7 separate regions of the Mus musculus genome follow, and regions 2, 3, 4, 5, 6 and 7 are each linked to region 1. The links are chromatin contacts, called in public Hi-C and promoter capture Hi-C maps. All regions are on one chromosome and are shown on one strand. The core of a region is the stretch at or near the end of the contact, and the rest is flanking DNA. Distances in the headings are between cores, read along the strand shown. Region 1 holds the start of Gtf3c5 (general transcription factor IIIC, polypeptide 5). Region 2 holds the start of Agpat2 (1-acylglycerol-3-phosphate O-acyltransferase 2 (lysophosphatidic acid acyltransferase, beta)). Region 3 holds the start of Dipk1b (divergent protein kinase domain 1B). Region 4 holds the start of Med22 (mediator complex subunit 22). Region 5 holds the start of Surf4 (surfeit gene 4). Region 6 holds the start of Spout1 (SPOUT domain containing methyltransferase 1). Region 7 holds the start of Cacfd1 (calcium channel flower domain containing 1).

The links. Promoter capture Hi-C pulls out the DNA fragments that hold promoters and counts their contacts. A called contact is a pair of places that touch in the nucleus more often than the background predicts.
Region 2: a promoter capture Hi-C map of embryonic stem cells shows a contact between it and region 1, with 2.1 times the contacts expected there. The contact joins the promoter of Agpat2 here to the promoter of Gtf3c5 in region 1.
Region 3: a promoter capture Hi-C map of pre-B cells shows a contact between it and region 1, with 4 times the contacts expected there. The contact joins the promoter of Dipk1b here to the promoter of Gtf3c5 in region 1. A contact is called at or near these places in 3 of 39 promoter capture datasets (hippocampal neurons, liver and pre-B cells) and 1 of 115 datasets of contacts at active chromatin or transcription factors (pancreatic cancer cells).
Region 4: a contact with region 1 is called in a promoter capture Hi-C map of liver, with 7 times the contacts expected there. The contact joins the promoter of Med22 here to the promoter of Gtf3c5 in region 1. A contact is called at or near these places in 5 of 39 promoter capture datasets (erythroid cells, hippocampal neurons, liver and 1 more), 1 of 484 Hi-C or Micro-C datasets (the G1E-ER4 cell line) and 1 of 9 other capture datasets (liver).
Region 5: a contact with region 1 is called in a Hi-C map of B cells, with 6 read pairs. The contact joins the promoter of Surf4 here to the promoter of Gtf3c5 in region 1. A contact is called at or near these places in 5 of 39 promoter capture datasets (embryonic stem cells, erythroid cells, hippocampal neurons and 2 more), 1 of 484 Hi-C or Micro-C datasets (B cells) and 2 of 115 datasets of contacts at active chromatin or transcription factors (embryonic stem cells and large pre-B cells).
Region 6: a promoter capture Hi-C map of pre-B cells shows a contact between it and region 1, with 3 times the contacts expected there. The contact joins the promoter of Spout1 here to the promoter of Gtf3c5 in region 1. A contact is called at or near these places in 2 of 39 promoter capture datasets (liver and pre-B cells) and 1 of 115 datasets of contacts at active chromatin or transcription factors (pro-B cells).
Region 7: a promoter capture Hi-C map of liver shows a contact between it and region 1, with 3 times the contacts expected there. The contact joins the promoter of Cacfd1 here to the promoter of Gtf3c5 in region 1. A contact is called at or near these places in 4 of 39 promoter capture datasets (the C10 cell line, hippocampal neurons, liver and 1 more) and 2 of 115 datasets of contacts at active chromatin or transcription factors (astrocytes and bone marrow-derived dendritic cells).

The regions. Positions count from the first base shown.
Region 1 is chr2:28,580,839-28,584,926 of GRCm38.p6, forward strand. Gtf3c5 (general transcription factor IIIC, polypeptide 5) reads right to left here and starts at 2,441. Exons shown (of 12, transcript NM_148928.3): 1 at 1,987-2,441. The coding sequence starts at 2,139.
Region 2 is chr2:26,602,231-26,606,318 of GRCm38.p6, forward strand. Agpat2 (1-acylglycerol-3-phosphate O-acyltransferase 2 (lysophosphatidic acid acyltransferase, beta)) reads right to left here and starts at 2,187. Exons shown (of 6, transcript NM_026212.2): 1 at 1,799-2,187. The coding sequence starts at 1,980.
Region 3 is chr2:26,626,526-26,630,613 of GRCm38.p6, forward strand. Dipk1b (divergent protein kinase domain 1B) reads left to right here and starts at 1,932. Exons shown (of 5, transcript NM_019833.3): 1 at 1,932-2,174. The coding sequence starts at 2,112.
Region 4 is chr2:26,908,946-26,913,033 of GRCm38.p6, forward strand. Med22 (mediator complex subunit 22) reads right to left here and starts at 1,697. Exons shown (of 4, transcript NM_001033908.1): 1 at 1,348-1,697; 2 at 48-128. The coding sequence starts at 1,470. Rpl7a (ribosomal protein L7A) reads left to right here and starts at 1,862. Exons shown (of 8, transcript NM_013721.3): 1 at 1,862-1,885; 2 at 2,061-2,181; 3 at 2,477-2,626; 4 at 3,074-3,214; 5 at 3,421-3,500; 6 at 3,726-3,856; 7 at 4,043-4,088. The coding sequence starts at 1,883. It overlaps Gm23969 (a small nucleolar RNA gene), which reads left to right and starts at 2,316; the gene lies at 2,316-2,389. LOC115489587 (a small nucleolar RNA gene) reads left to right here and starts at 3,273; the gene lies at 3,273-3,346. It also overlaps LOC115489586 and LOC115489588.
Region 5 is chr2:26,931,471-26,935,558 of GRCm38.p6, forward strand. It overlaps Surf4 (surfeit gene 4), which reads right to left and starts at 2,041. Exons shown (of 6, transcript NM_011512.3): 1 at 1,805-2,041. The coding sequence starts at 1,852. It overlaps Stkld1 (serine/threonine kinase-like domain containing 1), which reads left to right and starts at 2,586. Exons shown (of 19, transcript NM_001379463.1): 1 at 2,586-2,642; 2 at 3,844-3,930. The coding sequence starts at 2,628. It overlaps Gm36591 (a long non-coding RNA gene), which reads right to left and starts at 1,798. Exons shown (of 2, transcript XR_374179.1): 1 at 1-1,798.
Region 6 is chr2:30,176,503-30,180,590 of GRCm38.p6, forward strand. It overlaps Spout1 (SPOUT domain containing methyltransferase 1), which reads right to left and starts at 1,957. Exons shown (of 12, transcript NM_172660.4): 1 at 1,888-1,957; 2 at 1,418-1,463; 3 at 1,091-1,219; 4 at 821-980; 5 at 237-326; 6 at 113-162. The coding sequence starts at 1,923.
Region 7 is chr2:27,008,000-27,012,087 of GRCm38.p6, forward strand. It overlaps Cacfd1 (calcium channel flower domain containing 1), which reads left to right and starts at 1,927. Exons shown (of 6, transcript NM_029862.4): 1 at 1,927-2,106. The coding sequence starts at 1,989. Adamts13 (a disintegrin-like and metallopeptidase (reprolysin type) with thrombospondin type 1 motif, 13) reads left to right here. Exons shown (of 29, transcript NM_001001322.2): 28 at 534-718; 29 at 1,257-1,626. The coding sequence ends at 1,448.

The sequences.
Region 1 (4,088 bases), core at 1,191-3,690:
CATATATGATACTGTTACGAGTATTAAATTAAAACAGTGGTGCCTAACTCCTGGTAAGTACTAACACCTACATGTGAACAGATGCTTGCCCCACATTTGGTAAGAGGCATGCAGTGAGTGTCAGCTGTGTGTGTGTGAACAGAGAGTGTGTACTGGCGCAATCCACTGGCCACCCATAAGTTTAACTCCTGACTCCCAGTACTCAGGATAGGGGCCTTCAGGAAGCGCTCAGTAGCAAGTTAGGGAAAACATGAAAGTTAAAAGAAGCCTGAGGGCTGGAGAGATGACTCACAAGTTAGGAGCTGTTTCCAGACTGGAGTTCAGTTCCCAGCACCCAAACATTGGATATAGTGCACAACCACCTGTAATCACAGCACTAAGTGGTCCAACGCCCTCTTCTGGCTTTCACAATCACCTGGATACACAACTAAAAATAAGGTTAGAATCTTGAAAACGGCAGCCTCATTCCTCAGGCACCCTTCTCATAAAACGCACAGTTCTGACCTACCAGAGCAGGGATGAGCCCAGCCATGGCCTGACACATTAGGACGACTTCAGAAACCCAAGAAAAATGTAAGAATGGAAGACTGTCTATATCAGGCAACCCTGGGGTAAGGGAGAACAAGGATTCTCTCAATATCATAACATCCATCAGTTCTTATCCACACCCATAAAAAAGTGGAGCAGCAGCTCAGACTGTATTTGTGCTGGAATTCATTTTCCTGTCATACCAGTAGCAATGTCTGGCTTAGCCTTTCTTACCTGCCCCCTTATCTGGAAAAAGGAAAGAAAAATAGTATCTAGTTCACTAGGATATTATTAGGACGTTTTGTTGTTTGTTCTTTTGAGACAGAGTTTCTTTGTTAGCTCATGCTGTCCTGGAACTTGATCTGTAGACCAGGCTGGCCTTAAACTCAAAGATCCACCTGCCTCTGCCTCTGTAATGCTGGGATTAAAGGTGTGGGTCACTACTGCCCAGCTTCATTAGGACTTAACCAAATACTTGATAAATTTTTATAAAATGGGGAATCTGTACAGATATTAGTACAGAGGTAAACAAGAGAGATCCTAGCTCGGTTTACAGCCCCAGGGCCAAGTAATAAATGTAATACATGAACAGGTAATACATGTATCAAACTGAAATCTGAGTGGAATTATCAACGGAAGGAGCCAGAATCTGCTTATGCTAAGATGTTCAGGGAAATCATTTCTAAAGAAACAATTCCAAGATTCCACAGAGCATCACTTTAGGTCCACTACTTGTTGTGTGGTTATGTGGCCTGTTTACTTGTAAAATGCAGATGTTGTCAGTTCCGGCCCTGGGGATTGAAAGGACTGTGGCATGTTAAAAAATAAATAAATAAAAATTAAAAAATGCCGGCCCGTGGTGGCGCACGCCTTTAATCCCAGCACTCGGGAGGCAGAGGCAGGCGGATTTCTAGTTCGAGGCCAGCCTGGTCTACAGAGTTCCAGTACAGCCAGGGCTGTAAGAGAAACCCTGTCTCAGGAAAAAAAAAAAAAAAAAGCCGGGCAGTGGTGGCACACGCCTTTAATCCCAGCACTTGGGAAGCAGAGGCAGGCGGATTTCTGAGTTCGAGGTCAGCCTGGGCTACACAGAGAAACCCTGTCTCGAAAAAACCAAGGGGGGGCGGGAGAGCACTTTGTACGTGCTAACCACATAATACAACGCCGGCGAATTGTGTCACTTTTAGTTTCAACTACAGGTGGTGGAAAAGTTCTCTTTCCTCCCGTGCCTCGGTTTTCTGCCGAGAGCAATAAGGTCAGAGCAGCTCACTGTCCTGGGATAGATGCCAAGCATGCTACTCACATTTGGGGACAGAAAGAAAATACCGCCTAGTTCACAACAGGTCCTAGAGCTTGCCTAAACTCTCCGTTGCCACGGAAACCGCTCTCCCGCCCGGTGGTCCCGCCCATTCAGTAGACACGATTCCTTTCCCGCGGTCCCGGAGTTTCCCAGCTCCTTACTCGAGAGACGCTTTCCTCGCCGCCCAGGGTCTGTAGCATCTTGGCCTCGTTACGTACTACGCCCGGGTACTCCACGCACACCAAGCGCCGTTCCCGCCGCAGGTCCACAGGGATGGCGGCCTTCGGGTCCGCATCCGGCTCCGCCGCCGCCATGCCTACTAGTCTGGTTCCAGCCCGCCGCGGTCCGTTCTCAAATGGCTCCGCGAGGCCTCACCTCAAAGGTTCCGCGAAGGAATTGTTCCGGTCCTCCTTACCTTTCTCGTCTCCTTAAATCATGGAGACTCGAAGGCCTCCAGGAAGAAGTGCGTCGCCGCAACTGTTTATTTTGCTACACCACACAGAACTGGGGGCTTTTTAATTTAAAATGAAGAGGGTTGGACAAAGGGGCGAGACGAGGGCGTATCCCACCAGCCGACCCAACCAAGACAAGCCAGGATTCGACCGGGTTTTTCCGGATATCCCGTCCAATGAGAGCTTGAAGACGTGCCCCAGGCGTCCTCTGGCCCGCCTCTCATCCCTGAGCTGGTTTTCGGCTGTCAAAGAAAAAGCAGTCCACTGAGTCCTCTTAGCCTTGCTCCTGTGTGCATGTATTTAGGGCTGAGTGCAACTGTAAATTAACAAATTGATAACTTCTTATCATCACACCTCTGTGAGTTTAATACACAAGCTTCAAAGCCTTTGTTGTCATCTTGCAGAGATGACAGTAAAATATTAGATGCACATCGCATCCCATATTAGGATGTACGCACAGCATGCTTAGCAAAATTTGCAACATAGGCTACTCACCTGTTGGTTCTGTGAGGGTCTGATTAGATAGGTAAGTCTGCTGAACTCGGTGCTTCTACCTCTGAATGAGAAGAAGTTCGGTTCCTGAACCTACAAAGCTGCTTCTAAGCTACATGGAGCCTCGGTAAACCCCTCATCCAATGTAGCAACACTCTCAATATTCAGCTGTCATCTCTTCTCCTTATGATATAAACATGATCTTAGAAAGCGATCTCACGTTGTTCCTGTTCTCAGCGGGACCCTCACCCCTCTTTCCCCCCACCACCTAGCTGTCAGCTTCTCTTCATCACTTAGGTTTATGTATAGGCTTTATCTCCCCTGGGGATCCACCATGATAACCTAAACCTAGTCTGCTGATTTCCTTGGTGCACTCGGCACTCAGACGCACACATCGGGGAGCACAGCCTTATTTGCTTAATGCTGGCCTTGCTTTACTGTGTTGGCAGCTTCCTAAAGGTAAGTATTGCTTTGCTGCGGACCTCTCAGACCTGAACACGGGGGTAGACACAGAGTATACATTCACTAAAGATGTTGTGAGCCAGTGAATGAATGAGGCGACACTTTCATGACTCATTCAATCCAGGCCTAGATCGACACGTGGCCACAGAACACTGAATCAATCTCATTCTAGAGAGGCATGTCCGTATGTGAACAGGAACCACGGAGAAGGGCAGGAGGGGAGACAAAGACAAGGACCAACCTGAGGTCCTCAGGCCAAGCTTCTGAGAGAAAGAGACTTGGTCCTGCCTGGGATCCAAGCCAGATCTGGCGCACAGACCCTCACAAACAAAAACTTACCTATCTAATCAGACCCTTCAGACTGGAAGCTGAGAAGAGCCAAAAGGATCAGGCAGCTAATGAAAGCAGTGTCCACACATTTAGCATTTAGGAAATGCAGTCTCCTGCATGCCTGGGTCTGTGGGGAGTGGATGATGAATCAGAAAGCCTGTCCTTCTAGAACTCACATTGAGTAGCAAGAACAACTAGCAAAGGAATTGGAGGCTGAGACGCTGTTCAGTGATGGAAGAGGTGCTTACTGTTCAAGGTGTTGAGTCCCATCTCTAGGCTCCCTCCCACCTACCATTACACCTAGAAAAGATAACGTTGAGGAAAAATCAAGCCCATGGCATTTACCCATCTTTCTGCATCCAGCCTCTTCAGATTCAGTTTTCCAACAGGCCCTGGCACACAAGGTGAATTTTACAAGGCTCAGAACTGGGGCGCACTAGTTTGGTGACCAACACCCCTTCAGCCACTGCTCTAGGACCAAGGACGTTCTGGGCCTTAGCTGTCTAAATGTGCTCGCAAATCTCAGG
Region 2 (4,088 bases), core at 937-3,436, 2.0 Mb before region 1:
ACCAGCCTGATCTACAGAGTGAGTTCTAGGACAGCCAGGGCTACACAGGGTTTTTCTAAACTCTCTCTAGAAAAACAAACAAAAAAACAGAACAATAAGATTAGCCCTTAGTATAGCAGTCATCAACCTATGGGTCTCGGCTTCTTTGGGGGTCAAATGCCCTTTCACAGGGGTAGAATATCAGATAACTTGCATATCAGATAGTTATGATTCATAAAAGTAGCAAAATTACAGTGATGAAAATAATTTTATGGTTGGGGGGGTCACCACAATATGAAGAACTGTTTAAAGGGTCATACAGCATTAGGTTGAAAGTCTCTGCCTTAGAGTGACTGTATGCAGCACCCTTGGAAAGCATCACTATAGCTGAGCCGGCACCAAGGGAATTTATTATAGAATTTATTATACACTGGCCCTCTGGGGTTCGGTTCCCAGAGCACCCTGTCCTGGCTGGGGGGATCTTGATCCCTTGCCTCCTTCTTTCCAAACTCTCCCAGTCCGCAAACCTTTCTGTCAAATTGCTTTTCTGAACCTCAGTCCCATCTGTTGCCCAGGCAGAGTAGCATCTGCAACCCAAGCTTGGCTGGCCTAGGCCAGGGAGGCACGAGATGGGGATGAGTCCATATGTGGACTGAGCAAGCCTCCACCTCCTAGCTAGTCAATCCCTTTCTTTTCCACTCACCCCTCTCTACGGTCATCCCTGGAGGATGTCATGCTTGCAATACTCCAAGGGCCCTGCTGTTCCTATCTCAACTCATCGCCTTATGAGGATTTAAGACAGGAACCCTAAGACAGGGTGGGGAGGTGGGGAGCAGGCCTCCCCACCCTGTTCTATGCACCGTGAAAAGTGCATAGCTAGGGCACCCTTGTCTTCTGTGCAAGGGTCTCCTCTGCATGTCTGCTCCCTGGGACACTGGATAGTCACTATAAGCACCTGAGAAATGAGGGCTGGGACCCACAAAATATGGCTGGTCAGGACAGCATCCTAACCCCAAAGACGACCAGATACAGCCGAGAGTCAGGAAACCATCATTCACAGTCCTTGTAACTACCGCGGGGGAGGAGGGGCTTCAGGGGCACAAGGTCCGAAACACCCAGGCAAGGCCAAGGCCAGGACATTGCAAAACCCACCCTCTCAGCAGTCCAAATGGGGCAGAAAGAAATGTAGCAACAGTCTCCTGGGAGTGTGGACAGGGAGAAAGGACTAGAGGCTTTTTCTCTCGGGCAGCCCCCATTGCAGGACAACCTAGCCTGATCTCCATACCTGTACCTTTTGCTTGTCCACTAAGCTTCCCTGCTCTGGGAGATGGGCAGAGGAGGATTCTGGCCACAGCCTCCTTCCTTTATTGCTAGCAAGCCAGGTCCAAAGACAGTTCGGCCCCCACCCCCCAGAAGAGGAAGTTAATGACAAGGAGAACCTGTGGCTACAACCTGGGCACAGGTGTCTTCTAACCGGCAGAGAGGTGGAAGCACGGACCGGAAGCCTGGCTAGGCTTCGGTTTCCCTGCTGGTGAAAGTGGGATTGGGCCTGTCCCACCTTCGCTCGGCCCCCTCCCTCTCCCAAAGCTAGCGGCGCGCGCAAACCCGACACTCCACGCTGCGCGCAGGGGGCGCCGCAGGGCCGAGCCCTACAAGCGGCGCACATCGTGACACGCGCCCCTGGGACGGGAAGCCGCGTCGTCGGAGGCTCCGGACCGTGGGGACGGCGGGGCGGGCGGGGCAGGAAGGAAAGAACGCGAGGAGCTCAGAAGTTAGGAAAGCGGAAGCGCGCGCCCATCCCGGCGTCCGGCCCCCTTGCCTCATGTTATCCACGGTGCGGCCGCCGTGGCGCAGCAGGCAGACGATCGAGGCCGCGGCGGAGAAGGACAGGCAGAGCACGCAGTAGAGACCGACCTTGGCGTAGAACCTGGCTGTGCGGCTCAGCTGCACAAGCAGCAACAGCAGCAGCAGCGCCGCCGTCAGCCATGGCCACGGGTCCATGGCGGCCGCACCCCAGCCCCGACGGCGCCGCCGCCCTCCACCCGCCGCCCGCGCCCCTTTTGAGGAGCGCCGAGGGTAGAGGGCGGGCCAGGCTGGAAGCCCAGAGCTAGGTGCGGCCGTCCCGCCCTGTTCCCGCCCCTCCGGGCCTGGCCCTGCCGGGGGGCATCGCGCCCCGCTCCGCCCCGCCGCGTCCTGGACGCGGACCCCGCCTCCCTCGGCCCTTCGGGTGTCACCCTCTCCGCCCCGCCCCTCCCTGCCACCCTGCCCCTTGCGGCAGGACATTGAGGTTCCCTCACTCGTCCCGCGGCTCCCATCTCTGAGCTGCCGGGTGGCCTGGGCTCTGGCGTTGCCTCCCACGCCCCTGCACCGGGGCTTGCGGCCACAAGTCCCCAGCCTGGCACCGCAGCTCCCTAAGGGTGTGCAACCGACCTAAGACGTGCCCATTATGCCAGTCTTGTCACCACACAAAGGACCATTGACCGGCTACTGAGTGACCAATGGTTACCTGACTAGGCCACCTGGCTGGTGGCCTGGGCCCTTTAGGTTCCCTTGAGCAGGGAGACTGAAGCCCTATTCCCATGATGCAACGAGCTGGGGGAGGCAGAAGGAGTAGTGAGAGTTTTGGAGTGGGGGTGTCTCTGGGGTAATGTGGCACCGGGGACCTTCTGATGCCCGGCCAGCAGTGTGGATCAGGCGATTGTGTTCCCATGCGCACTGTGTTCTAACCGCCAGCCTGTAGTTGGTGCTCACTGGGACACTTGTAGTAAGAAGCCTTGGGCTTGCAGGCCAGCCATATACATCCTTCCTGATCATGTTCTCAGAGCAGATGTCAGTGACAAAATGCATCTAGCTTCTTTTTTGGTGAGGTTGGTCTGCACCTAGGTGTGGAACTCAGCGATGGCTGTAGATATTAATGTGCCCACAGGCTCCCCTATATCCAGGCATTCTGAGAGAATCTCTGGTTTTCTCAGATCCGGAGAGATGATAATTTTAATATCTACCTATATAACTGTGCTTAGCTTTTTTTTTTTTTTTTAGACTTATTTTATGTATGCGAGTACACTGTAGCTATAGGTTGTGAGCCTTCATGTGGTTGTTGGGAATTGAATTTTTAGGACCCCTGCTCGCTCCGGTTAGCCCACTCAACTCTGGTCAACTCTGCTCCCTCAATCCCTGCTTGTACACCAGAAGACGGTGTCAGATCTCATTACCGGTGGTTGTGAGCCACCATGTGGTTATTGGGGCTTGAACTCAGGACCTTCGGAAAAGCAGTCAATGCTCTTACCGGCTGAGCCATTTCGCCAGCCCTGTGCTTAGCTTTTAAAGCAGGGCCAAAGCTGTGCCAGGGTGGGTAAGGAACCACCAGGAGTCACTCCAGCTTCAGGCTTCTGTGCTCATGAGGTTGCAGGCAGGGTGAGCTGCAGGGTTTCAGCTTCTCTGGTAGAAGACCCAGATATGCTTGGAGAGAAGGGGGGGGGGGAGAGGGGTGCTACGGGGCTGCTAGGATCCCAGCTGAGATCTCCAAGGCATCAGGTCCTCACAGCTCTGCAGCCCCCTCAGGAATGTATGCTGAGTCCTTCCTGCCTTTTAATTCTAACCAACCTGGTGTCCTTTTTATTTATTCATTTAGCGTATTGGTTTATGTTTTTAAGGTTTTTTGTTTGGTTTGGTTTGGTTTGTTTTTTTGGGGGGTGGGTTGTTTTTGTTTTTTTGAGACAGGGTTTCTCTGTGTAGCCCTGGCTGTCCGGGAACCTACTCTGTAGACCAGGCTGGCCTCGAACTCAGAAATCCACCTGCCTCTGCCTCCCAAGTTCTGGAATTAAAGGCGTGTGCCACCACGCCCGGCCGTCTTTAAGTTTTAAAGGTTTATTTTATGTGTGTGAAGTGTTTTATGTGCATGTATGTATGCATACCATGTGCATGCCTGGTGCCTGAGGAAGTCAGGAGACAGTGCTGGCAACTGAAACTGGGTCCTCTACAAGAGCAGCAAGTGCTCTTACCCACTGAGCCATCTCTCCAGCTCCTGTTGGGTTTTTGAACCCACCTTCAAACTGCTTACCTAGCCGGGGATGACCTTGGGCTTCTAAATCTCCGGCTCCCACCTCTCA
Region 3 (4,088 bases), core at 682-3,181, 2.0 Mb before region 1:
GCATACAAATAAATAAATCTTTAAAAAAAACCTTAAAAACAAAAATAAAACAAAATCTTATAAAAAGTAAAGTGGAGAGAGTAAAAACCTGACAGACCTTTGGCTTCCACACACACACATATATGCATACACACACAAACATGTATACACACATGTGTTATAGACCTTACAGATGGCCATTGTACTCCCAGAAGACCAGACTGAAAAATAAAAATAATTACTCATTCCGCAAGTCCGTGACACCAAGCTTCATGTTTTCTCTTATGAAAAGATTTGATTATTTGTGTGTGTGTGTGTGTGTGTGTGTGTGTGTGTGTGTCGGGGAGGGGAGGGGAGTCATGCGTGGGGAATGGAGGTGCATCATGTGTGCACATGGAAGGCAGAGGTGGGTGCTGGGTGCTTTCTTCGATCACTGTCCACCTTTTCCTTTGAGGCAGGGTCTCTTCCTGAACCTCAGGCTGCTTTCTCAGCTAGGCTGTGAACCAGCAAGTCCTAGCAACCATCCTACAACGGCTCCACTCAACCTGTAACCTGGGTTACAGGTGTGCGCAGGATGCTCGATCTGCTACATGGATGCTGAAATTTGAATTTCAATCTTTATGTTTTCACAATAAGTGCTTTCAGCTGCTGAGTCATTTTTTTCAGCCTTCCCGTCACCACACTTAAACTACATTGTTTATCTGACCTGCAAAATCAAGATTGAAGACATAATAAAATAGTCAAACTGCTTAAGCAGCTCGTTTATAATTGGTGCGATAATGAAACAATCCCATGTTTCCCTTCTTTTTTCTCCTTCCTTCTTTTCTCCCTCCCTCCTTCCCTCCCTCTCTCCTTTCTTTCCTTTCTTCTTTCCTCTCTTCCTCCCTCCTTCCATCCCTTTCTTCCAGCCTCTCTCCCTTCCTTCCTTCTTTCCTTCCTTGAGGCAGGGTCTCCCTTTGGGCTTCTGGCTAGTCTGGAATTTGAAACATAGGCCAGGCTGGTCTTTCTGCTTCTGCTTCTTGGTTTCTGGGACACAGACTTGATGCTATTTTCCATTTGTTTTGTGACCTGCTCCTGGCTCTAGTTCTCTTCAGCCTTTCTAGCTTATAAATCCAAACCCTTCAGCTGGGCTCATGGGACTCTCGCTCCACTTTTATGAAGAGAAGGTTGGCCTGGTTCACTAATTGCGAAGCAATTAACATCCTTAAACTAAAGCTGTCTTTTATCATTTTGCAAGGCATATATATATGGACAGCACTGGGGCACAGGGGAAGGCGTATTCCCTGGGAATGCATATGACATCGCTATAGAACCCCTAAGAAAGGTGTGGGTGAGGATTGAGGGCAGCTGATGCGCATGGTGGACGGTGCATTCTGGCCATTGTCTGCTAAGTTCAATAAGCCTCTAACTAAGGTCAGCTGCTGCTTTCCTAATCACCCTAAATGGGAGTCACAGGAGAGGGGCGTGTCTGTCCATGGGCAGAAATCAGAAGAAACTGGTTCTCAGGAGTAGTTGCTGACCGCGTGGGCTGTGGGTCCTTCCCTATGCCCCGGTGCAACAAGGGCTGAAGACTCTCGGTGCCAGAGGTGGTGGCCTCAGGACTGACTAGCCTCACCTGCATACTGGGGAGGGATGGGGGCAGATCCATCAACGTCTTTTACCCTTGAAAAGGTGGAAGAAATGCGCAAGCGCAGGCGGGGACCTTACAGGTCCTCAGCGCCAGCCTGCCCCGGTGTTTCATGCTCACACAGGGTTGCCGTAGCGGGTCCCGGAGCTCTCGGGAGGTTGGGGGTGGGGGGGTGGGGGGTGGCGTAGGTCCCCAGCGGGAGAGCTAGACTAGCCGCGGGGCCGCGCGCCAGTCCTCCCACGCGCGTGCACGCCCCTTCCGTTTGTCTCCACACGCGCGCGCACGCCCCTCTGTCCATCTTCCCGCGCGTGCACGCCCCTCCTCCAGGCCGTCTCCCCGCGCGTGCGTCGCGGTCCTTGCTCAGAAAGGCACGCGCCTTGCCTTTAACGCGAGCCGAGGACGAGCGGCCCGCATGGAGAGCGAGCGGCGGCCGCTGCGGGCCTGGCCGGGCTGGGGCTGAGGCCGAGCCAGCCGCGGGGTTCCGCAGCCGGGGCCGGAGCCCATCATGCGGCGGCTGCGGCGCTTGGTGCACCTAGTGCTCCTCTGCCCCTTCTCCAAGGGCCTGCAGGTAAGCCGCAGCCGGCCAGGTGCTACCACACGGGGAGGGGCAGGGCGTGGGATGGCGAGGGTCGATGGGTGCACGCGGGTGCACCGGAGTCCTTTCTAACCTTCGCAACTTAAAAAAAAAATTCTGGAATAGCAAACTTGGCCAGCCCCTGGCCAGTTCTTGAGACAGCTGGAAACAGGGGCTGTGGTGACCTTGGGCCAGTGGAGGGCCAGCTCCTGTCTGCAGAAGAGGCCCCTCCCCTCATGCTTTGAGGTGATGGAGTCAGGCCTCTGGGCTCCAGCCGCTGGTTGCCACGGTCCTTAGAGCCTACAGGAAGGAGCCAGCCCTCACCAGTCTAGCCAAGGTCTCTCTGAAGGGCCGTCCTGAGGATGCTGGAGGATGCCTTTGTCCTGGGGCCTGGCCTCCCTTAGACTGTTTTACATAAAGGATGAGGACTGAAGCCTGTTGGATGCAGAGCTCTTCCAGGCCCAGATGCCCTTGTCTGCCCTCTTCCAGAGGCAGTAGCTTGTGCTGTGATCCATGCTCAGGCCTAGGTTGGGTTCGTGACCTGAGGTGTATGGGGGACCCTTCTTGTGCCAGGAGATGGGGTGTACCCATACCCCTAGCCCTGAAGCTAGGCCCTGACTCAGCAATGTGTGGACCCAGGAGTGGCAGGAGAGGGGTTTGGGCCAGTTCCCAGTGGGGCTGGTTCAGAGAGAGCCACTGGCTGAGCCCTTCCTGCCCCAAGCCTCAGTTTCCTGCGTGGGAAACACTAGGGCACCTGCCACCTGGCCCGGGTTTCCTGGGCAGGGAGTTTGCTGTGCAGTTACTATCCCTGTAATGACCTTCCCACCTTCCATGTGACTTTTCTGGAGCTGGACTGTTCAGCCTCGAAAATTATGGGCCCAGGGCTTGCCAACTTGTTCCCCACTGAGTGGCAGAAATCTGTGCGAGCTTTTGAGTACCACTGTGGTGAGTCCCGCCCCGGGGTGAGCAAAGACTCAGGGATCCTGGAGAAGAGCTGCGTCAGACAGAGGCCAGGTAAACCATCAAAGCTTAGCCAAGGTAGTCTAGGGGAGCCACCTGTGCCAAGGTGGCTTGGGAGGGCCTGCCTGGAGTGGTCTCTGACCTGCAGGTTTCTAGCGGCTTCTAGTTCTACATCACTTGGGCCAGCCTGGGCCAGCCGCTGTCCTGGCCCTGGCCCTGGCCCTTTGCTCTAGGTGTGGCTGAGTCCTTTGATCTGGCCTCACAGCCAGTGTCCCTGCAATTTCTCAGTCTTCCTGTTTTAATTTTGGACAAATCTGAAAGAAACAGCTGAGTGCCAGAGCCATGAGTGTCCCAGGAGAAGTCCCCAGAGCCATGCCCCGGAATAGGGACCATCTCCTAGAACTTTCTGGAAGAATGTTCTAGAAGAAGGGCTAAGCATCATTCCTGTGGTAGAGGTTCCTTATGTTCTGGCTCGGAGGCAACTAGGGTAAACTTGAGCTCAGCATGACTCCCAAATCCAAAAGTGGGGTGCTAGCTGGTTTCATTCTCAGACTTTCTGGCCGCGGGTAGACAGGAGGCCACAGGAAATTCTTGACATCAGTAGAGTCCCCCCTGTAGGGTTGCCGTGTTGGTTATTCAGGCCACTTAAGAGGCCGGGAAAGCTTTTCCTGTGATGGACTTCCTTTGTAAACTTTGTAAACCCTCAAGGTAGGAAAGTGGCCAGGTGCCTGCCTAAGGAGTCCTCCCTGTCATAACTGATTTCAGCCTCTGTCACAAAGGTCATGTTCATCCCCTCAACAGGACCCTCCCTATATTATGGTAATTTTAGGTGAAAAGTGTGAACAAAAACTTGCAATGCCAGAACAAGAAAGCTCACCAATTAACCCCTGAGCTCCCAAGCTCAGGCCCTGAAATCCCACCACTCCTCACCCTGGAAATCTTCATTCT
Region 4 (4,088 bases), core at 447-2,946, 1.7 Mb before region 1:
GGACTCTACCTACAACCCCTCCATGGTGTCTTCCATCCCACACTCACGATGTTGGCTGCTCGAACGTGCATCTCATAATTGTCCTGTTCGCCCTGAGTAGCCCGAGACACCTGCGTCTCATCCTCAATCTGAGGGCAAATAAGAAAAGCCTAGAATCAACACAGGGAGCAGCCACCTGGCTTAGCTGCCACCGCCGCCGCCGCCGCCGCCACCCGCCTTCATGTCTTTACCATAGCCTGTCAGGCCTTCCCGCAGATCCAGAGCCTACTTCCTGTCTAGACAACTGGCAATGTCTCCAACCCCTTCTTGTTCTCTGGGTGACGATAGGTTACTTCATGTCAAAAGGACACTGCCCAGTCTTTGTGACAGTTTATAAGAAATAAAGGGCTAGAGAGATGGTACATTCAGTTCGATTCCCAGCAACCACAAGGTGGGTCACAACCAGCTGCCATAGGATCTGATGCCCTCCCTCTTCTGTCTGATGTTCTCTTCTGTCTTGCAGGTATAGATGCAAATAGAGTCCTCATATACATTAAATAAATCAATCTTTTAAAAAGACATTGACTTATTTAATGTATATGAGTTCACTGTTGCTGTCTTCAGACACACCAGAAGAGGGCATCAGATCTCATTACAGATGGTTGTGAGCCACCATGTGGTTGTTGGGAATTGAGCTCAGGACCTCTAGAAGGGCAGTCAGTACTCTTAACTGAGCCATTTCTCCAGTCCTTAAATAAATAAATCTTAAAAAGAAAGAAAAGATGTTCAATAAAGGATTAAAAAGACAAACTTTCTGATCTCTGAGTTTAAGCTTACAGGTGGACCAGCTGGAGCCTAACACAGACCTCAGTGGGCTTGAGGCTTCTCAGAAATTATTTAAATAGAACAGCATTTCTCAACCTGTGGATTGCCTTTCACAGGGGCTGCCTAAGACCATCGGAAAACACTGGCATTTACGACTCAAAGGGTAACAACAGTTCTGTAGTTGCAACAAAAATAATTTTATGGCTGGAGGTCACCACAACATGAGGGTTGTGGTGTTTAAGGGTTAAACTCACCAGTCATCACAAGAATCTATGGCAAGGGTAAACCTCAGCCCAGGTGGCTAGTGCTCAGTAACTAACGTAGAGCCCTGGCAAACGGGCCAGAGTTCTCCTCTCTGCTCTGTGCTTGTCACTATTTGGCTCTTCTATTTATCTGCTGTCCCATTACTTTTAACGCCTCTTCACTCCTACCCGCACCGGTCAGGTGAGTCACATTCCCTCTGCTTTCCTCACCCCTGTACCCAGGCCCCAGGGAAAACCAGTCCCAGCCTTCTCCAATGGCTTCGGAACAGCTACCACACACCTTGGCGGTCTTGATGATCTCGGTGAAGTTGTCCATGATGGACTTGATGTCGTCTTTGAGCCGCTTGTTGTATGACTGCAGCAGCGTCTCCTTGCTCTGGGGAAGGGCTCTCTGCTGGGCCATGGCGGGCCCTGGACGAGAACCAGTCTGGTCCGGCCCGAACCGAGTACTGAGGGCTGGGGACCGGGATTTCCGATACAACAGCTCCGTCCACGAACACACGCCCGGCAGCAGGCCCTTACGGCGAGGGAACAAAGCACCCGCACGCTCCTTCCCGCGGCTTCCGTTCACTCCTGGCGCCTCCCGCCGCCTCTCGGAGCCTGCGGTCCGGTGCCAGGGCCCGCCCGCCTGGACGAACGCGCAGCCGCGGCCCGACACGCCCCCGCTCAGGCTCCGCCCCTCTGTCAGAGTCCGAAGTGGGTCCTTGTCGCTTTAAATCCGAAATCCCGCGAGGGCGCCTGCTCTCGCGATATCTGCGGCCACTTACTTATCCCCCACAATTCCCTCTTCTTTCTTTCTCCAGCAGCCGAGCAAGATGGTGAGTGTCTCTGGGCCCCCGCGCTATCCGCCTCCATCCGCCGCCCGTCGCCCGTCAGCGGCGTTCTCCGCCGTCCCTGTCTCCTCGGGGTCCCTCGCGGAAAGGGAGCCACAGCGACCGACTCACAGGCAATGACTCCGCTGCCCGATGGCACGGGTTTCTCTCTTCCGTACAGCCCAAAGGGAAGAAGGCCAAGGGGAAGAAGGTGGCCCCGGCCCCCGCCGTCGTCAAGAAGCAGGAGGCCAAGAAGGTGGTCAACCCTCTGTTCGAGAAGAGGCCCAAGAACTTCGGCATTGGTAAGGAGTGGCGTCGGCGTGTCACAAGGGCAAGGCGCCTTGACGGGCAATGGACTGAATGAGAGCCGGGCACCGTCCCGAGCAGCCGCCACTGCGCATGCTCGGCTGGTGTGAGAAGGGGAATGGTGGTCGTGTGCAGATGATGTGACAGAATATTTGCTATCAGATGAGTGGTGATGACACTAGAACCACCAAGATCGCTGATGCACCGACGCCCTCCTGCCCTGGGTACTGCCTCGGCTGCAGGCCGGCCCGAGGAGAGGCCTCGGTCACAGTGTCCCTCTTAACTTCCCAGGACAGGACATCCAGCCCAAAAGAGATTTAACGCGCTTCGTCAAATGGCCCCGCTACATCAGACTGCAGCGGCAAAGAGCTATCCTCTACAAGCGGCTCAAAGTCCCTCCTGCCATTAACCAGTTCACCCAGGCCCTGGACAGGCAGACAGGTGAGGTTCCGGGCCCCAGAGCCAGAAACTGGCCCCGAGTTTGCCCTTACTGCAGTGCATGGCCACACTAATACAGCTATGAAGAGAGAGGTGGAAGGGGGTCCCCAGTCCCTCCACCTGGAATGGGCGGGATTTGGTGAGGAAGCAGTTGAGGAAGGATCCCCGTGTTGACCTCCTGCCGTCTCATCAGTGTACCACAATAGGGTGGTTTTGTTGGGGGATCAGGGTCTCTAGTTGTGGAGCTCAGCATTGCTGCCTGTTTCATGAGTGCTGGTATTAATGGCATGAGCCACAGCCATTCAGGGCTAGGAGGTCAGACACAACTTTTCAATGCCAGGTTAAGTGACAGGTTAGAATTGGGCCTGGGCGTGAGATTGCTGGCCAAGTAATAGCCCCAGCGCCTTTAAAGGGATTCAGGCTTAGAGTCCAATTGAATGTGTTTTCCAGCTACTCAGCTGCTTAAGCTTGCCCACAAGTACAGGCCAGAGACAAAGCAAGAGAAGAAGCAAAGGCTACTGGCCCGTGCTGAGAAGAAAGCTGCTGGCAAAGGCGACGTCCCAACTAAGAGACCACCTGTCCTCCGAGCAGGTCAGTGCTTCCCTGCCCGTCCCCCCCACCCCCCAAAGGGAGGATGGTAAGGCAGGCTGTGCAGTGATGTGTGAATTTCTTCACCTGAAAATATTGTGAAGAGTAAATCGAGCTTTTTAACCCTGAGTCGCAGCTTAGTGGAGCTGCATTTTTGTGACTGCAGCAGCCGGAGCACACAGGCAAAGTGGTTGTGTTGTATGTTCCAGGAGTCAATACAGTCACCACCTTGGTGGAGAACAAGAAGGCTCAGCTGGTGGTGATTGCCCATGACGTAGACCCCATTGAGGTAGGTGTGAGGTTCTGTGTGGCTTCTGGAAGGTTGGGATCTCTTGCTGGGTTTGAAGAGCTGGGGAAAAGATTGGTGTGGCTCTTGCAATGATGTCAATCTTTGACTGAAGTGACCTTGAAGTGCAATTACTGAGCTTTTTAACCCTGAGCAATTGCCACAAAGTATCTGTGCAGCTAGCTGTTGCTTCTGCCAAAACAACCTACAGCTCATGTTTGCTTCTAGCTGGTGGTTTTCCTACCTGCTCTGTGTCGAAAGATGGGGGTGCCCTACTGCATCATCAAGGGAAAGGCCAGGCTGGGGCACCTGGTCCACAGGAAGACATGCACCACCGTTGCCTTCACACAGGTTAACTCGTGAGTATTTATGCGCCCACACCTTACCCTCACAGCTTTGGACCATTTGCCAGTGATGCTTAGGAATTTCTTCACCTGAATCAACTATGTGGTCACACTGTTGTCTGAGGCAAAAAGGCAGGGAGGGAAGGGTTTATTACTCCTGCTTCTTAAACAGTAACGAGACCTTCCTCATTGCCTTTCCAGGGAAGACAAGGGTGCTCTGGCTAAGCTGGTGGAAGCTATTAGGACC
Region 5 (4,088 bases), core at 791-3,290, 1.6 Mb before region 1:
TGTTCTCATCAGCATCAGAAACACTTTTCCAGGTCTCATATGAGAAGCCCGACTTTCCAGGCAAATCTGATTTGCAAACTCAGTTCTACTTCTGTTTTCTAAAGACATGGATCTGTGATACTATCTGACAACACCTTAGAGTAACACTCCACTTTCCAACACATTAGATCCTTTCACTTAGAACGTTGGACTATCAGCACCTTCCTCATTGACAAATTTGTTTTCAAGGGTGCAGATGAATATCCAACACAAAAGCTCCCAGGACTGGTCACACTGAGGCCACTGGAAGGCTCCCTGATGCCTGACACTGGATCAGAAGAGCAGGAGTCACATCTCAGAAGCTCCTGTGGTATCCTCTGCTAACTTCCAGGTGGACTCTGAGGCTAATCCCTTAAGAAGGAACCTTCATTGGGAATTTTGGTTTTAAGCAGCAGGCCATCTACAGTACGGGCATCTTTCCACTGATGTGTAGCTGAAATCTAACTCCAGACCTGAGATGCCCTGGACACCAAGCAGTAGGAGACCCAGGGTTTCCTCCTGGGTGGTGGACACTGGCAAGTCCAGGAGCCCAAGCCAGTTACTTAGTGGGAGTGGCTACTGTATTCCCCACAAAAGCCTGTCCAGTCCCAAGATTTGGCTTCTTTCATTTAAATCAAAACAAAGTACATGGAGGACTTCATAAAAGATGAACTCTTTCTCCAGTTGAAATCTATCATTAGATAGTTGGCAGCTTCTTGGAGATAATTCATCTGATCTGGGTTGTGAAATCCACTTGCAAAATGGTGGGTTTTCCAGCTGAAGATCCTGAGGTGAGCCGCTCACAAACTTGGCTATGAAGCCATCTTCTTAGAGAGCTGCTACTCAGGAAGATAAAACTGGGTCACTGAGAATTATGTCAACGAAACCCATCACAAGAGGAAGACCTTGGTCCATACAATTTTAAAATTATGTATTTAATGCAAAATCGTGGCATTAGAAACTTTTCCAAAAGGGGTAGAAATGCCTTTAAAAAGATCAGCTCACAGGAAAATGGTTCAACAGAACTGAAGGTGAACATGGGGAGGTGACACCCCTCAAAAGGAGGGGTAGAGAAGCTCATTTGAAGATGGTCACACACACCCAACCTTCGAGTACTCTAGGCCAAAAAATGCCTCCTCGTATCACCGACAGCCACGAACACACTAAGTGAACCAAAACTGGCTGGCGGGTGGGCCCCGGCACCATTCAGCCTCCAGGGCTAGTTCAGGTTATATTATGACTTCGCAGATCTAACGGGACAATTTCAGAAGTCAAAGCCTCACACTCACACAACTCCCACCCCATCCGTCGAACTTAATTGTAAAAAGTGGTGCCACCTGCGCCTCTCTCCGGCTCTAACCCTGCCCAGCTAGTCGCTCGGGCCCAGACTCATCCCAGGCCTTCCCTGCGGTTCACAAGCCACCTGTACACTTGGGAAGGCGAGCCAAGGGGCAGGCTCCTCTCCTTCGGCAGCGTGGACCCAGATCGGGCAACCGGAGCAGAGTCCACGCAAAGAAGGAAGGGCCAGGACGGTCCTGGACAAGGGCGGAGGGGCCACGCAGCGGGGCGCACAGAGTACCCCCTTCCCCAGAGGTCCCCAAGGAGCCGCCGCGGTTCAGAGGGCAGAGGGCACAGAGCAGCACCGCGGGCCCCGGGAGCCTCCCTGGCCGCCACCCCCAACCCCCCGCCCAGCCTCCCCTCGGATTTCTCCGTAGAGCTAGGCAGGACGGCGAGGACGGGCGTCCGTGGGGCCGTGACGGCCAGCGGGCTGTGGGGCAGGCCGCACCTGGTCGGCGAAGTCCTCGGCCGTGCCCATCAGGTCGTTCTGTCCCATGGCGGCGGCGGAAGGCTCAGCTGGCAGGTCCTGGGCGCTCGCGCCTGCTGCGGCCTCCACAGGAAGTACCCGGCGGCCGGCCTCGCTGAGCCGCGGCTGCTCTAGCGGCTGCCACGTAGGCCAAGCCTTAAAGGGACCGCGCCTCCCGCCGCGCCCCGCCCCGCCTGCCGCGCGCCCTCACGCTCCAGGCCCCGCCCGCCACGCTCGAGGAGCCTGGCGCCGGCGCACCGCCCTTCACGAACAGGCCCCGCCTCCGCCGCGCGCCCTTCACAGGTAGACCCCGCCCCCACACCCCAGGCCCCGCCCCTCCAGCCCCTACGGACCACCCCTAGCCCTTCAGCCTCTAGAACCCGAAGCGCTGACCACTTTCCACCCTCACCAAGCAGCAGGTCCCGCCCACCGTGCTGGTAGACTTCCTGCCACCTGTGTCTCCCGCCCGTAGTACTTGCGGCCCCGCCTGCCGCGTCGTCAGTCTCTGCCCCGCCCTCCACCCTACCCAACACACCGGGGCCCTGCCCTTCGTCCGAAACACGGCTCCCTATTCTCTGTGGCTTCTTTAAGGGGCATAGTACGAGTATGCCATGTACGAGCCAAAGTGCTAAGCAGACACGCCCCGGGTTGAGGGTTATGGAAGGCAGGTGGAGGGGCTGAGGAGGTGGGGTGGGCACACGGAGCAGTCACTACCGAGCATGCTCAAACGAGGGTTCGACTACCGGCCTGGCTCGAGGGCTTTGCCCGGTAGTAGGACAGTGAGGCAGTGTCTCCACGAGATACCATGGAAAAATATCAGGTGCTGAGATGCCCCCACAACCAAGGTCCAGTGTCCTTGGGCAGCGGGACAGGTCCGAGGGCCACACAGCCAGGCCCAGCCTCCATCACAGGGTGACCCTATGATCCCCGCATGTTTCCTCCTCCGAGTTCTCCTCCTTTGAGTCCTCCCAGGGCCTCAGTTTCCCTCTAAAATGATGACCAACCCCCAAGTCTGACCACTGGTTGGAGAATGGTGCACGTGCCCTTCCCCTTCCCTCCATGTATGGGGTCTTTAAAGGCAGAACCTGAGTGGTTGTTTTTTTAATCGCTTTTTTCCTCACATGTCAGCCTCATTAATTGTTAGACTCGGCTTATAAAAGCTTCAGTTTCGCTCATTTTCTTTTCCTCTTTTCCAGTATTCTTTGAGAGAAGGCTTACATGCGTTAGCCAAGCAAATGCACTTCTGATGGCCAGAAATGTTTAGAGAAAAACAAAAAACAAACCACTGCTCACTACCTGGGCTGAGCTCCAACGGACACCCTGTATTCCCTGTATGCTAATTATCCTTCCCGTACTGCCTACATATCTTGTCCCCTACCCCACGCTGACAGTGGCCTCTGTACTCAGGCCTCAGCCACCTTCTACCTGACAGCACTGATCTTGTAGAGTTCTGGCTTACAGACCAGTTCTGAAGGTGTGGCTTCAAAGATGAGCTCTGGCTCAGACCCCAGTCCCACAGCCACAGGCAAGGACCTTGCTCCTAGGCCCCAGTATCTATCTCTCAAGTGAATTGTAGGCAGCACCAGTGCAGGTTACAGAGGATGGCTGGGAAGCACTTCCTTCAGTACTGTGCCCTAGACGAAGCTATGACTGCACCAGTTACACAAATCACAGGCCTTGTTTGGATGTTCATTTTGGCGAAGGGTACTAGATGGGGTATCACTAGGGTTAAGAGCCACTTCTGCCCCCAGCCCCACCCCCCAACTGTCTCTTACCTATAAGGCTGCCCCTGTAGGCTTGGGGAAGGCCATAGGCTATAAAATAAGAGTTCCAGAATGGGCTTCGAGGGAAATTGTATTGGCCCCACCCTGGAAGGCTTCTCAATCCATCACCTAAGGCCATTTCCTCTACAACAAAATTGAGAGAAGAAGCCATACTTGGGGGTGGAGTGTGGAACCATCACATGTAGGAAGTAGAGAATAATGTGACGTTCTCAAAGTCTCTCTCTTCCTTGAGGATAGCTATTGCAAATGCTGAATCCTGGAGCCTTAGGGGTGAACCTGGTGGTGGAAGAACTGGAAACTGAAACCAAGTTCTTGATAAAGCAGGTAAGGTGCAGAGCCCCTTGCTCCCAAGTTACAGAGGTCTCTCAGACTCCAGAAATCCCCAGACAAGCCCCGTTGAGGCAAGTTGTAGCCTGAGACTTCTGGAGTTCTCTCTTATTCCTCTCACTCTGGTGCTAACCACACACTAACCACAATGCTCA
Region 6 (4,088 bases), core at 707-3,206, 1.6 Mb after region 1:
AACAGGAGGTGATGATAGGACCAGGCTCTACCCCTAGCCTGTGTTCCCACCTGGATCCATCTTGGTGCCTAAGGCTGAGTCATGGGAAATGGGGCAGGCACACTAGCTGTACCTGCAAACTGCAGATCTTGGTGCTTGGGGAAGAACGCCTTTCTCAGGTACCTAGGGAGGAATGCATCTGTCAGGTCCATCCTGGGGAGGCTGCCTCCCAGCCACTGCCCTCACCTCACACTTACTGTGGACACTCCAGGTACTGTAGGATGCGGGCCAGCTGGACACATGCCTGCCCTTTCTTGCCAACTCCCCTGAATTCTCCTTCCACACTCCTGGAAAGATTAAGACAGACCTCAAGATCCAAGTGCTGGGCTTATTATACTTTTTTTTTTATTTTCTTTCTTTTTCATTTGTTTTTGGGGACAGGGTTTCTTGGCATAGCCCTGGCAGTCCCAGACCTTGCTCTGTAGACCAGACTGGCACTGAACTCTCAGAGATCCACCTGCCTCTGCCTCCTGAGTGCTGGGATGAAAGGCGTGTGCCACCACTGCTCAGCTCAAGTGGCCTTCTGGTCTCCAGAACCACACTGGTGTTTGTACACAAGCACCATAAAGAAATGCTAAACACAACCCAAACCATCCAAGTGCTGAGCCTCAGCACAGACCATGGGCAAAACCCTGAGTCCACTCTCTAGCACCAAGGGTGAGAAAAAGTGAGTCTGCAGCTGCCTTTGAGAGCTCCTTCCAGGCAGCCAGGCAGGTGACAAGGAGCAGGACAAAGCCATGGCCACCCCTGCTGGTCCTCCCCACTCCCCAGAGACTCTCACTTGGTATCTTGGCCCTCCTCATCGAACACCACAATCTCATCCACACAGAAGATGGTGCAGGCTCTGGCGATCTGGCCAGCCAGGTAGGTGCGGAGCTCAGGTGACTGGGCATTGTCCAGGATGGAGCCTGGCAGGGCCACACTCAGAGTGTAAGGCCGTCCTAGCAGGGACAGGGGATGTTCCTGTCAGCCTGACAGGCTGTGGACCTTCCCTCCCTTGCATGTCCCCATGGCTCAGAGATTCAACTTACCTCACGACCCAGCTGCTTACCTTGGTTGCTCCTCTGGGCCGCCGCCTCTTCCTCCTCTTCCTGGCGTTTAGCCTCTTCCTCTTGGGCACGCTGCCGCTCCAGTTTCTTCATTATCTTGAGGTCCTTCCACTTCTTTTTCTCCTCTTTTTCTGGAGAATTATTGGAGGGAAAGGACTTGACATGGGGAGGAGAGTTCCTTCTCGCTGGGCTAGCCTAGGCTCTGGAGAGGCTGCCACCACTCACTTGGATACACTGAGACCCAAAGAGGGCTCGTCGGGCCATTAGCTGGTTTGTGGAAAGGGAGGGCTCAGTGCGCTTGCCCAACCCGGCCTCAGCTTTTTACTTACTCTGCTGTTTCCATTTTCGCCATTCAACCCTTTGGCCATGTTCACCCTGCAAGTAAGGAGGAAGATTGAGAGGCTGACCGGTCACACATAGGAGGGGCGCATCCCATCGGGCCTCCCGCCATCTGACTCTCTCAAACCAGGGTAGAAGTACACAGGGACTCGCCGTGCACAAAGCCTGGGATCAGATCCGGGAAGCTGAGGAATGAATCCCCATTGGGCAAAAGAAGAAACCGAGACAAGGGGAAGACAGGTATGGCCATAAAGTCGCCCTAGGAATCAGAAAATAAGCCAGGAGAGGACTCAAGACACCGTCGCCCCGCGAATGAATGTAGATCGGACCAGCTAACTCTGCAAGCTCAGGCTACGGGAGAGGGGCGAGGGGAGAGGAGAGAGCAGAAGACCCGGGCCGACACCACTGTGACACGCTGCAGATTCCAGGCCTAGCCCGGAACCCATCGGTCCGCACATACCGGACCACACGGACGCTTCCTCGGGCGCTCCGCCATGTTTCCAGGCCCACCGCGCGCCTGCCAGTTAGCCTCGCCTCTTCCGGCCACACCTCCGCGGAGCTGCCCAATCAGAGGCCCAGCGGAGAGTGGGGCGTGTCCTGGGTGCCAGGCTGAGGCGGAGCTCAGAAACGCCACGTGCGAGTGCGGAGGCTGCTGCGTTGGTACCCTGTCTCCAGGGCAACGAGTTCGCAGCACTACGCTGTCCGAACCCAGTAAGGCTCATGTGCCGCCCTTTCCATTGTTAGGTACCCTGGTGATATTTAGCTTCCATGTTTTATGTAAGGGCACCCTATTGGAAATTACAAAAGACTACCTTTATCCAGTTCATTTGCACTTTCTTTTTATTTATCCATTCAGTTTCCTGGGACTCCAGCTAAGGCCCGACGCGTGCTAAATTTAGTGCTCCACCAGTGAGCTATATTCCCAGCCTCGTCCAGACTTTATTCTTTTGGTTTTTTAAAAAGATTTATTTATTATTATACATAAGTACACTGTAGCTGTCTTCAGACGTGCCAGAAGAGGGCATCAGATCTCATTACGGATGGTTGTGAGCCACCATGTGGTTGCTGGGATTTGAACTCAGGACCTTTGGAAGAGCAATTGGTGCTCTTACCCGCTGAGCCATCTTGCCAGCCCCAGACTTTATTCTTTATCAGTTTAATTCATTTGTTTGCATGTAGTACTTTAAATTTTTTAAAAAAGAAATTGATACAGGGTCTTACTATGTAGCTTGGACTGACCTCAAACTCAATCTTCCATCAACCACCTGAGTGCTGTGATTGATTGATTGATTGATTTTTGGCAGCCCTGGATCAAATCCAAGGTCTCCAGCATGCAAATCACTGATCAACATTCTGTGTCTACTTTAAAATCATTTTAAGTAAAGAATGAGAAGATAGGACTGAAAGAAGTCCCTGCAGAAGACTTTTAGCTGCTGCTATAATAGCAGCCATTGTATCTGGCATGAATTCCAGAGGGATTGTACCTAGGGTTTGAAGAAGCCTTTTGTAAAGTTATTGATTGTTGTCTGAGGTTTTATGGGGTTGCTCTTCCAAGGATTCTCAGAGCCTTTGCATAACTTAGTCCTGAGACATACCTGACAAACCAGGATGTCTCCTGGGACTTGCTTAGGTATGCCTGGGAATGTAGGTTATGCCTGAGTATTGCTTAGGTAGGGTTCCTTCAGAGAAGCCTAGATAAGGTAGCAGGTTTTGGTATACAGAAATTGACTTGCTACAAGTACCTTTTGTGTAACAGTAAGGAGGGTCTGCAAAATGGTAAATATGTGAAGTTCAATGCCTGAGAGGATGAGCCCCTGCTGCTGAGAAGCCTAACAGGTCCTGCAGTGTCTCCTTTTCTTTGCTCTCCTGTATAACCCAGAACACCAACAGGTTCCTCCCCAAAAAACTTTTCTGCCTGATAGTTTTATATTAACTTTTTGTTGTTGTTTTTGAAACAGGCCTTAATATATAGCCCTGGCTGTCCTGGAACTTACTATGTAAACCAGGATGCCCTCAAACTCAGAGATCCTCCTGCGTGTGCCGAGCAAGTGCTGGGATTAAAGACTTGTGCCACCACGCCCACCCGGCTTGTATTAACATTTTACAATGATCCGATACTTTGTTACAGTTGAGGAACAATCCTGACACATTATTACCGCCAACTACAGTTTACATCACTCTTTTAGTCATACTTTCTTTTTGTCTGTTTTGCTTGCTTTGGTTTGTTTTTTTGAGATAATGTCCATCCTCCTGCCTTATCCTCCCAGGAGCTGAAATTACAGGTGTGGGGCACCCTGCTGTGTGAATTTTGACTTTATTTATATGAGTGTTTTGTCTGTATGTATGTGTGTGCACCAGAGTCTTGCCTGGTGCCTGAGGAGGCAAATGGATCCCCTGGGACTGAAATTATAGTAGATTGTAAAACACCATGTATGTGCTGGGAACTGAACCCAGGTCTCTGGAAGAAAAACCAGTCATCTTAACCACAGAACAATCTCCTCAGCATCCCAAGTTACTTCTTTGAGGTGCGATGTGGGGAGGCATGGACTGTGAAGCCCACACAGGCCTTCGTAGTGGGGCAATGTAAGAAAGACACCACTCCACGCTAGTACCAGCTACTCTCTGGCCCCAGCAGTCTGGCTGCCTCTATGGCTAGCCCCA
Region 7 (4,088 bases), core at 677-3,176, 1.6 Mb before region 1:
CCAGCCCAAAGCATGCCACTGTTGCCTTCTCCCCACAGAGGGCACCAACACCTCTCAGTCCCTTTAAATATTAGGAATTACGATGTACATGTGTGGGCATGCACATGGCACGATGTGGGTGTGGCGGACAGAGGGCAACTCCACCACGGAGCCAATTTTCTTCTTTTATCTTTACACGGGTTCTTGGGATTGAACTCAGGCAATCAGGCTTGTGTGGCAAGAACCAAAAGCTTTTCCGCCCTCGTCGAAGTTAGGGTGTGTGTTTGTGGGGACGGGGCTGAGGGTCAGTGATAGAGGTTCTTTCCTGCCATGGGGATCCTAGGAATCAGACTTAAGTTGTCTGCCTTGTACAAAACACTTCTGCTGAGCCACCACTGCCTGCCCCTTTCAGATCACTGCCTGAAGCTAGTCTATTAGAAGTGGACAGAGTAAAGGCCCACCAGAGGGACGGGAGAGGCAGTCAGGGAACCCCCTGGTGTCAGTAGTCTCCCTGAGGTGGCCCTCACCCAGCCTATCATTGTTCTTGCCTGCAGAATGTGACAGGCAGCTCTTTGGACCTCGGGGTGAAATTGTGAGTCCCTCACTGAGCCCAGACGGGAGGAAGGCAGGGACCTGCAGGGTCTTCATCAGTGTGGCTCCACAGGCCCGCATTGCCATCCGCGCCCTGGCCAGTGATATGGGCACTGCTTCTGAGGGGACCAATGCCAACTATGTCTCGGTGAGGCCACGAGGATGGGGACAAAAAGGGGGTAATCTTTTGATACGATTCTGGAGAGCTGTCTCTAGGAAGGAGGGAGGGAGTGTTGGCATTAGGGAACACTTTTAGCTTATTTTTCATCCAAAACTTCAAAATTATTGGAAAGAATGGGAAGGAGGGTTTCTGCCACTCACTCACTCACCAGGGAATGCTTGTGGCTCTACCCACAAGAAGGAAGAGAGAAGGCCTTCCCTGGGAGTCCATTGCCTGTTGACCCAGCGTGGAAGCATCGTGTTTGTGTCTGGTGTTTTGTTTGTTTTCAGAAGAGCATAGGTAGGGTTGCGATTCAGTATGCTCTACAAGGCACCAGAGCACCTCAGACTTAGTCTTGAGCAGGATCCTAGCTCTTGTACCTGGTTGTGTGTTCTGGGGAGTTTCTTGGGTAGAACCGAGTGTCCCTCATGTGGGCTCCTTTAAGAAACAAAAATGACTCTGAGTAGCCAGGAGTTTATAAATAATGATCACTCATGGCCTGTTCTGGCTACTTGCTTCTCCACAGATCAGGGACATCCACAGTCTGAGGACCACAACATTTTGGGGGCAGCAGGTGCTCTACTGGGAGTCCGAAGGCAGCGAGGCTGAACTGGAGTTTAGCCCTGGCTTCCTGGAGGCACATGCCAGTCTCCAGGGCGAGTATTGGACCATCTCACCTAGGACATCGGAACAGGACGACAGCCTGGCTCTGTCCTAGGTTTCTCTCCAACAGCCGGGGAGTATGCAACTTTAGCCTCTTTAGAAGTTCTAATGCCTGCTAGCCTTAGGGAACCTCTTTTAGTGACCTTTTCCAGGTGCAGAAGGGCTGGGACTGGGAGGTGGAGATCAGAAAAACAGTCCCAGCCCCCAGTGGTTAATAAAGGATACAGGATACCAGACTGGAGTTTTCCTCCCATAACCTGCCGCCCATTACAAGCCTAGCTCGAAAGCTCATTCTACTGCAAGGCGGAGTTCCTTGGAGGTCTGAACAAGGCCTTTGCCACTTCTGGATGACGTCTTCCAATCTTGCAAAGAGGAAAGGCCAGACCGGATCCAGCGCACCTGCTGGGTGGCAAAGGGCGTCTGACAGTCTGTAAACACGCCCCTTATGCTATACTCCATTTCCTCCCGCCCTCCCCCCGCCCCCCGGCTATGGCCTGCGGGCCCGCCCCTATGCTAATCACCACCTCTCCCACAAGGCCGCGCGCGGGTGGACACGTCTCTTTGTGCGCGCCTGGGGCTGCGCGCAGCGTTTAGCATGAGCGGCTCGGGCGCCGCCGGAGCGGCCGCGGGCCCAGCCCCGCCGGCACAGGAAGAGGGCATGACTTGGTGGTACCGCTGGCTGTGCCGCCTGGCGGGAGTGCTAGGAGCGGTGTGTGAGTATCGGGTCCAGGGAGCGGGCGTCCCCGGGGTTGCCATGGCTCCCGGCCTCAGGCCTGCAGTCCACCGCCGGAACTCGATGGCTTACTGCCCAGTTGTTGCGGCCCTGATCAGAGGAAATGAGACTCACAGAGGACGCGCGTCTGCCCCTTCCCGGCCCTGCCTCGGCCTGGTGATGCTTACCTGGGCTGGGGTGGGACTGCCAAGTTCCCAGCCTTTGGACAAAACTTGTTCATAAATGGGGGGCAGCTCTCCACAGGCTGGGAAGTTTGCTTGGGGGTCAGATGGTGCCAGGAGAAGAGTGGCCCCTCAGGGTGGCTGGGCAGTGATCGGAGTTCTCCTCGGGTTCCTACTGTCCACACTCTCCTAATGCTTCTCGTCGGCCTAGTATCCTCCACACCAGCAAGCTTTCTCTGCTCTTGTAAAGAGGAAGGCAGGTCCGCCTCTTCAGTGCAGCTATGTTGCTGGCCTTCCAAACAGTGTGTTTGCTAAATCCTGGGTGTCCCTTTCATTGTGAATTCCTAGAAGTCCAGGTGAGTGCTGGGAAGGCCCGAGGATCCATTGCCTACCTGGTACCAGAGCAGGAACTGTGTGGGTAGGGGAAGACTCATCCGTTTTCCTGTCTGGAGGAATACCTTGGAGCCCCATCTGTCCAGACGATCTTGCTAGTCAGATGGATAGGGTAGAGTTAGGTATGTGCTGCCCTGGTAAGGCAGCTCTGGAAGAAGTCTGCTGAGGTTGATCAAATCCTCTTCAGTGCAGTTAGCTAGTTCAAGGTGGTATTAAGGGGTGAGGGACAAGGAAGGGCCTGACCATGACCTGTAGGCGGCTATCCTCCCTCCGTCATGGTGATTCAGTCAGTGACCAGGTGATTTCTAGATTAGATTGACTTTGGAAATCCCACCCAGTCCCATACTTCCTGTGGGTACCTGTGCTACTCCCGAAGGCCTCCCTAATCCTCCTGCCGAGCCAAGCTATCAGTGAAACCTTACTGGAGACCTGTGGCCGTAGCTTAAATTGTTCCCTGAACCTGATCATTGGGATCAGGGGGGTGGACATCAAGGTTTTGAATACTGGCATATCATAGGAGGGAAGGATATCGTGTATTTGCTTTAAAAACTCAATAGGGGTTTGGCAGGAGCTATGGCTTAGCCGGTCACTTTGACATAGGGCTATCCTCTCTTGGAATGGAGGATATTCTAAGGGGCTTATTATTTATTGGAGGGATTTATTCTGGTCCCAAAGACCTCTGTAGACAGAGGAAGAAAGGATTATAGGGACATCTCCTTTATATGGAAGACATGAGCATTATTAGCACCCCAAGTGAGTGGATGTATTTGAGTCCTTGGTTGTCAAAGGACTCCTGTTCGTCTGAGTTGCGACCTGGTCCTCCCAAAGGTGGCTCTGTAGGACAGCATGGTGGAGTAGCTCTGTAGATGGAATGCTGAGGACAGGAGTGCAGGCCTTTCAGGTGAGACCAGGCCTAGCTCCACACAGGCAGGGGGCCGACAGTCTTTCACTTCTGTGGCCCTGGAAGCTTTGCTGCGTGAATGAGTGCTGCGTTGAGTTCTTTATTAGAGGAGACTTTGTGACATAGAAGCTGTGCCACTCATTTGGTCCATTCTCCTGCATCAGTTCCCATTTGGATAATGTAACACAGGAAAGTGGAAAATGGTGGAATTCCAGGCCCAGTGGAGGGATCCGGTGACCCAGGCCTGCTGCAAGTTTAATAAGTTGGTGCTAATTGCAGCCTCAGAGGGCCAACACTCTGCCCTCCCTTAGCTTGTGTCCTGCCAGAATGGGCAGCTCTCAGCAATGTCCTCAGAGGCTCCCAGAGTTCCTGGTGAGGGACTTCTTGGTGAAGCCTGGGTGGCTGGGGCAGACTGTAACCTGAAGGTGCAGTCAGAGGGGAGGGGCCTCGCTGGGCTTCCACACTGGAGAAGAGCACACACACTGTCCCCTCTTGGTGTCCTGCTAT